2 separate regions of the Drosophila melanogaster genome follow, and region 2 is linked to region 1. Evidence: chromatin contacts called from public Hi-C data. All regions are on one chromosome and are shown on one strand. The core of a region is the stretch at or near the end of the contact, and the rest is flanking DNA. Distances in the headings are between cores, read along the strand shown. Region 1 holds the start of zfh2 (Zn finger homeodomain 2). Region 2 overlaps Sox102F (Sox102F,).

Region 1 (3,784 bases), core at 340-2,839:
CGCATATGTAATGCATATGCAAAATATATTTTTTATATTTTTTATATATTATATTACAAACACACTTTCAACAAAATATTTTAATTAATAAATAAAAGATTAAATGATGTAGATGTAGAAACTTGACCCTATAAGCATATATAAGCGCAGGATCACTTAAAAGGTCCGATTGTCCGTATTAACACCGATATCTCGGAAACTGTAAAAGATAAAAGAGAAAGAAGAATGCAGCGCATGCATGCATGTACGCATCGATCAAAAGTTATAATAGGGTACCAGATTCGATGAAAAAAAACCCTAAAAGTATATATATATTCTTGACCAGGATAACTAGATTCGATCCGTATGAATCCGTCTGTCCGTATGAACGCCTCGATTATTAAACATTCAGATTCCAGATACATTCCAGAGACGTATCATAAATACGCCCACTCTAATGCCCAAAACTGCCATGCACAAACTTTTCGATTTATTTTGTCTTTCTGATCGATTCTATCGATAGTCCTAAAAATGTTGAACTTTCTCGTTTGCACTCTTAAGCTTAAAAAATTCTTCATAAAAAAAATTTTCAATTATTTTTTAATGATTCGAGTGGTTTGTTCAACGAAGAAACATTTTAACATGCATTTTTTGACTATTCCGGTGGAATAGTACGCATGTACGCATGATATTTTACAAATATTGTACAATATTTACGCAAGACATGTCGCGGAAGTATAAACATTCTCTTTTGGTCCAGAAAAATGTTAAAAAGAACTCAAGGTTTCATAATTCATAACGGACGTGCCTGATCGGCTCTGCTAGTGATCCTAAATACATATGTAAGTAAGCATATTCAAGATCATCTCGGGTCGCATACATTCTACTATAGCGAACATAAAAAATATTACACACATAATATTGGGAAAAGCTTAATCGGTTTGCACATTCAAAAAATTTTATTTAATGACAATGTGATACGAATAATATTATACATATATTTTTGTATTTATAGATATTTTTGATATCTCCGAATACAAATATTGAGTAGTTATTGGGAAAACAAAGGATCTACTTTTAAATGTTGAGTCCACGATGCTTGCCTGTAGGTATTTCGGTTCAAAAGAGACATTGTGATAGTTTTGTACCAGTTTAATTACTATAATATTTCTGATCATTCTGCAGACAATGGGATGTGGAACTTGCCGTGTTGGATCTTTTAACATCCGTCGGCAGTAATACAAAAATAATGAAAGATGATTGCCCAAGCTGCACCCACACAAAACAAAGGCACACACACATGCATAACAACAGGCAGAAATTAAATAAGGAAAAGAGAGGCTCGCTGTGAAAGCATAAAGCACATTGGTACACCGTTTTATCACATCATCTCCCGTCTCGCTCTAACGTAATTACCACTCTGCGTGGCAATAATTACCCCATTACGGAAATCTCCCAAAGTCTCTCAGTGTCTCTCTTGAATGTTGATTTGTACGCATGACTCGATTCTGTTCGGCTCGGTCGGACTTTCGGAGAATAAAGAAGAGGAGAGCAGAGCTCGAGAGCCCCGGAGAGCATTAACCAGCAAGTAAACAAGTAAGCCTGCCTCTCAGCTCAGTCGAAAAAAAACGTTGAATGAGTCAGATGCGGGTCGGATGGTGAGTTTTAGAGCTCTCAAAGATGCGGTTTCGCTGTAGATCTTCATTATGATATATTTGCCGTTGGCGTGACTGTGAGACTAAATGTGACTGTGACTATTCGCTGGTTAAATGCGCTAAAACATAAAAAGTGACATAGTAAAAAACAACCAAAGAGTGAAACTAACTGCAATCTGAAATGTGTTACCTCTGTAATCAATCATTCACTGCTAGCCCAATCCCAATTCTGCGAATAGTGATATCTATGTAAAGTTCGATATGGGTGCGCGTTGTTATACGGCGTCTACTTGAGTTTTATATTTACTTTTTACTTTTGCGTTGTGTCGAACAGAGTATCACAAAAAAAACCTATAATGGCAAGAATGAAGAACACCGTGAACCTTTCGACCAGTTTCAAAAAAATGCATTGCGAGATCAGCCCAACTTCCTGCCCATACCTGCAAATGGATACATTCGATTAGAGTAAATAACAACCATGCCGGAACAATTCTGCGGCACTTCTTCGTAAAATATTCAGTTCGCTTCTGCTACATGTTTAAATCAGTCGGAAATATGGGTGCATGCTAACGGTGCAGTTCCGAGCAGAAAACAATACACTCACCCTTATCCTTATGTGTGAGGTGCATTGGTATTGGAGTTCTGGTCCCTAGCAACAAAAACTTCAATCCGTAGACAAAAGCAGAGTTTCATTCCACTTCCAATGAGGACAATCCTGCACTATTTTGTTTGATGTATCGAAGCTATCGAAAACGGATTCCGTCCGGGAATAGTTTTTTATTTTTAATTGCATTATGTGCCAAACGATCCCAGCCGAGTAAAGCCGAGCTGCCTTGAGCTGAGAGCAACGAGGGTGTGCGAACGGAAGTCGCAGGAAGGAAAGAAGCTGAAAAGAGCACACCACAGGCACAGGAAAGGGTGCTGTGCCGCGCTAGTCGGTTGTTGGATGTTCTCTATGAATTGCCTTCAGCGATTTAATGAGCACGTGGTCCACGAGAGAAGTATATGCAAAAACGCTGTGTGTCTATTTCTGTCTCTGTCTTGGTCTTGATAGCTCTCCCCTCTTCGTCGCGGTGTCTGCACTGGGGTGGGCGGATGGCAAGTGATGGGAGGGAAAGGAAGCAGAACTTCCCACTTGTGATTGTGCTTGTGACTGTGCGTGTGTGAAAATGTGTGTATAAAAAAGAGACAACTGTCTCGCTTGCGATATAAGCAGCCAACTAGGAGTAAAAGTGTTTATATTAAAATGCAAAATCCCAAGAAGTTGGCAAATTAAATCAAGGGGCGTAACGCGCGCGAACACACTCTCCTTGCACTCATCCAATTCGCTCGATTTGCTCTCTTGAAATTTGCACACATTGCAGATATAATTACAAGTGTAAGAAAAAAAGACATTTAACATAGTTTTCAGCACCCGTTCGTTCTATATAAAAAAAAGATTTTGTGTGAAAGTTAATGTCTTTTCAAGCCATTGTGAATTTCTTTTATTTGGTCTTTAGTACAATCATTCTTTCAAAAAACTGGAGCCATATATGTATGTACAGTGATAAAGTGGTAAAGTCCTTGGCAAAACTACTTTTGTGTTGCCAACTGACTGCTGTGGGTCGATCACCTTTCGACTGTCACCTGCCACTGGTCACGGCAATTTCACCCGCATACACCTGTATACATATGTACATAAACTGGCACATCAGGGTTTTTACTTAATTGGGTTCTTTTTAAGCCTTGCTGTTGCCTGCCGGCTTCTCCCTAACATCCTGTCTATTGACCACCTGTCTCAAGTTGATGGCTTCACATAAATGCAAAATCAAAACCGCAAACCCTATTGAGAGAGACCGTATTTGAGGGTCAGTAAAATATGTAACCAATAATTTATATATAAAATATACCAATGTCTGAAGAACTTTGCACAATTCGAATGTATAACACTAACTTGTAATAGCTAAATATTTCAGGTGAAAATAATAATAAAATTGTTCACAAAATTACTCTTTAGGTGCCGCAGGCTAATTATCTCGCCCAAATCCACGAGCGCTCGATTCAAAAGTTCCTATAATATTTAAGCCTAAAGTTAAACATAACATAGTACAAACTATCGCCGCTAACTTAAAGTAATTCACGATTGAACTAGCTAATAACCCAACTTACTC
Region 2 (3,784 bases), core at 904-3,403, 300 kb after region 1:
GGTGTCTGTGACTCTAGATTTTGTATTATATTATTATTATATTATATTATTATATTATTATATTATTATATTATTATATTATTATATTATTATATTATTATATTATTATATTATTATATTATTATATTATTATATTATTATATTATTATATTATTATATTATTATATTATTATATTATTATATTATTATATTATTATATTATTATATTATTATATTATTATATTATTATATTATTATATTATTATATTATTATATTATTATATTATTATATTATTATATTATTATATTATTATATTATTATATTATTATATTATTATATTATTATATTATTATATTATTATATTATTATATTATTATATTATTATATTATTATATTATTATATTATTATATTATTATATTATTATATTATTATATTATTATATTATTATATTATTATATTATTATATTATTATATTATTATATTATTATATTATTATATTATTATATTATTATATTATTATATTATTATATTATTATATTATTATATTATTATATTATTATATTATTATATTATTATATTATTATATTATTATATTATTATATTATTATATTATTATATTATTATATTATTATATTATTACATTATTAAAGTATTGTATTATTGTATTAATATATATTATTATATTTTATACTGTTATATTTGTATATTATTATAATATATTACTTTTACAATGTCCTCATTTTAAAATGGTGAATACGAAGATGCTATTCCTGTTACTTGTAGAGTAAAGTGAAAAAATCTTTTATATTTATCTATCGATATCTCAGAAAAATTATGAAATTTCGCGTTCTCATTCACACTAGCTGAGTAACGGGTATGTGATAGTCGAGGAACTCGTTTACAGCATTCTCTCATGTCTTATGTTGCTACTCTTACTCTTATTAATTATTCACAATACAGTTTTAGATATATTGTCTTGCAAAACATAAACATAATAAATCAACACTGATTATGACAATTACTACTGACACTGAAATTTATAGACTTGTAATTAAATAAAATAAAAGATTAAATATTTTTTGAACCGGGTCTTTTTTATATATTTTGGGAACATATCAGGGAATTATTAATTATAGTCTCACGGCCGGCAAGAAGGTATGGTAACTTACCTATGTGGCAGCACTTCCACTCGACAAAGAATTATTCCGAAAGGACTTCCGGAGTACTTCCACTTTCGACTGGGATAGTGTGCACACATACTGTGTTTGGCTGTTATTCTATGCGTACAAGAGAGCTGCTCCGATCTCTACGCACTTTGCGACCTCTTCTAGGAGCCAGGTGCTCCCAGACATAGAATGAAAGTTCAAAAACTAAAGCGTATTGGCATCTGGTTAAGCGGCTTTACTTAGACAAGGGTCTTCTCGTGGTTACGACCAAAACGGCGGATGCCGCCTTAGTGGTGCAGCGCCCTCTTATAGAAGAAGGCTTATTCAGCACCCATAACTCCACCACTGGTGGACATTTCGGAATCGAAAAGACAGTGGCTACGCTTAAGAGATCCTACTTTCGGATCAGGCAAACCGCTGATGTGATGCAGTGTTAGAAAAGGACTTACCCAATGTACCGTTAGCCAACTACAGCCCACAGTTCTATGTGCTCCGTTTGAAAGACTTGCGATTGACATATTGGGTCTTTTGCCTACTACAGTGCTCGGGAACCGAAATGTAGCTTTGTTACTTCGTCAAATGACCGATGTGTATAGCTCTGCCTCACCGAACAGCTCGTCTACTCGGATCAAGGCCGTAACTTTCAGTCAGTAGTATTTCAAGCTTGTCTCCGCCTGCTCAACGTAAAAATGACGACGCCGCTACACCCCCAATCAGATGGAATGGTTAAGATCGCTGTTGATGCTGGGACAAGAACTCCGACTCACAAGCAAGCTTGCTCCCGGCCGAACTTTCCTCGTATCCAAATGCCTGCTGGATACGATGGGTAAGATCTTTAAAAAGGTGATTGCGGCGAGGCTCGACGAAGCAAAAGCGGCTGCAGGGGTACTTTCTCCAAACCGGATTTCGGAAAGGATTGTCGACGCTGGACGCGATCTCCACGGTTACCAACACTGCTGCCAGAGCCATTTCAGGTTCCAAGTGGAAGGGTGGTACGAAGAAGTAACGCCTGGTGGTAAGGATGGACATCTGTAACGCGTTCAACGCGGTTGACTGGGCAAGGACGCTGGAGTCACTAAGGGCCTTTAAAGGCATCTACCTCAGCACTCGCGTGCTTGTCATCGAATCGTCATTGGGCTCCAGAGAGGTCACGGGACCGATGTTCTGGAACACCACGTACAATAGTGTTCTAAGCCTTGCTCTTCCGGAAAGCACAAAGATCGTGGGCCTCGCAAACACAGCTATCAAGGATGTCGAAGCATGTCTAGCTGTGGCCGGCCTGGAGTTGGCCTCTCAAAAAACGGTAGCTGTCCTCATCTCGAGCAGGAAGCTGGTGGAGGCAGCACGCATCCAAGTTGGGAGTACCACAGTGACATGAATTAAAAATTTTAAATGAATTTAAAATATTAACACAAAACAAAATATAAAGCCTACATTTATAATACCACCTAATAAAACTAATTGAAGCAGCTCTAAGACTCCCGATGCTAAAAATAAATACATAACGGTGGAAGACCAATTTGGCTGGCCGAAGGTTTACGAAGATTCCACTGTTTTCGGTCGGGTCTGAAATAAAAATACCAAAAGTTTTCCAAGTGTGCTCCAAAAGAAAGCGGTCTTTTAGTGTACATCACTGTCGCCTAGCTGCAACTCAAATTGAAATTGTTGTAATTCTTAATTTCAATAACCGATGCCTGTTGTTAACTTAATTTAATCGATACAAATGTGAAAATAATTCAAAAAACTAATTCATAATATAATTTTACTTCACGAGTAACGGTTTTCAAAACACTGATTTGTAGTGATCTAACAATTCCGAACGGGAACGGGATAGGGATGGATGAGCTGTCGAAATATTTTTCAAGGAAAAAAAGAAATCATTCATTGAACTTTCAAAAAGATATATTTCGCGTTCTTGTTTAATTGGTTCCAAGCCATTATTCTAGTATTCTATTTCTTGCTGTTAATATACAATTGCTTGGAAAGCCATTTTAAAAATGTATATGATTTATGAGCTTTTTGATTCGATTGCATTGTATATGTTAAAAATTAATTATGTTAGAGTGAAATAATAATTTGAATGTACACTTAGACATGTTCATCATATACACAACGTGTGCATTAGATTTCCTAAATTTGCATTTAGATTGCCAGCATATTATAATACCAGGATTATGAAAAAGCGGCTTACCGCCGGAATAGGAATACTATAATGTTATTATAACAACATTGTAATTTGTTTACTAAGTATGCACACAAGCCAATCTTTATAATAAACTTTAAAGTAGTTATGAAAATTTACAACTAATTAAATATATGTATTTATTTAAGTGGATGCTATTAAACTAGATTTGAGTATTTGGACGCATACAAATTTGACATGTACATAATTGTATATTTTGTATTTTTATTAATCGATACTAACTACCTATTTGTTTACGGCTAATCTGGGGTATGTTATTATGGCATTGGTGCGTAAATGGCACAAAAATTGCAAGGTTCCCAAGACCGAATGCCCTGTAAACTATGGATTCACAAATAACTTATATATGTATGCATGTGTATATATGTACGTTAATGGCACTTGAACTGAAACTTACTTCAAATAATGACTATCCTATTTTTTTGTATTTACAA

What was found. Hi-C and Micro-C count contacts between places; a contact is called where the count stands out from the background.
Region 2: a Hi-C map of the OSC cell line shows a contact between it and region 1, with 4 times the contacts expected there. The contact joins the enhancer-like site here to the promoter of zfh2 in region 1. A contact is called at or near these places in 8 of 107 Hi-C or Micro-C datasets (the Kc167 cell line, the ML-DmBG3-c2 cell line, the OSC cell line and 2 more).

The regions. Positions count from the first base shown.
Region 1 is chr4:500,221-504,004 of dm6, forward strand. zfh2 (Zn finger homeodomain 2) reads left to right here and starts at 1,590. Exons shown (of 14, transcript NM_001258496.3): 1 at 1,590-1,637; 2 at 3,631-3,784.
Region 2 is chr4:797,403-801,186 of dm6, forward strand. It overlaps Sox102F (Sox102F,), which reads right to left. Exons shown (of 5, transcript NM_001014695.2): 5 at 3,034-3,784. Among named protein-coding and RNA genes, the nearest start is that of MED26, 10 kb to the left of the region's middle. Within about 2 kb of position 2,154, at least 14 of the 39 cell types and tissues checked have an H3K27ac peak or open chromatin away from gene starts, as enhancers often do. A contact at or near this core is called in the OSC cell line and embryo, where this site is marked.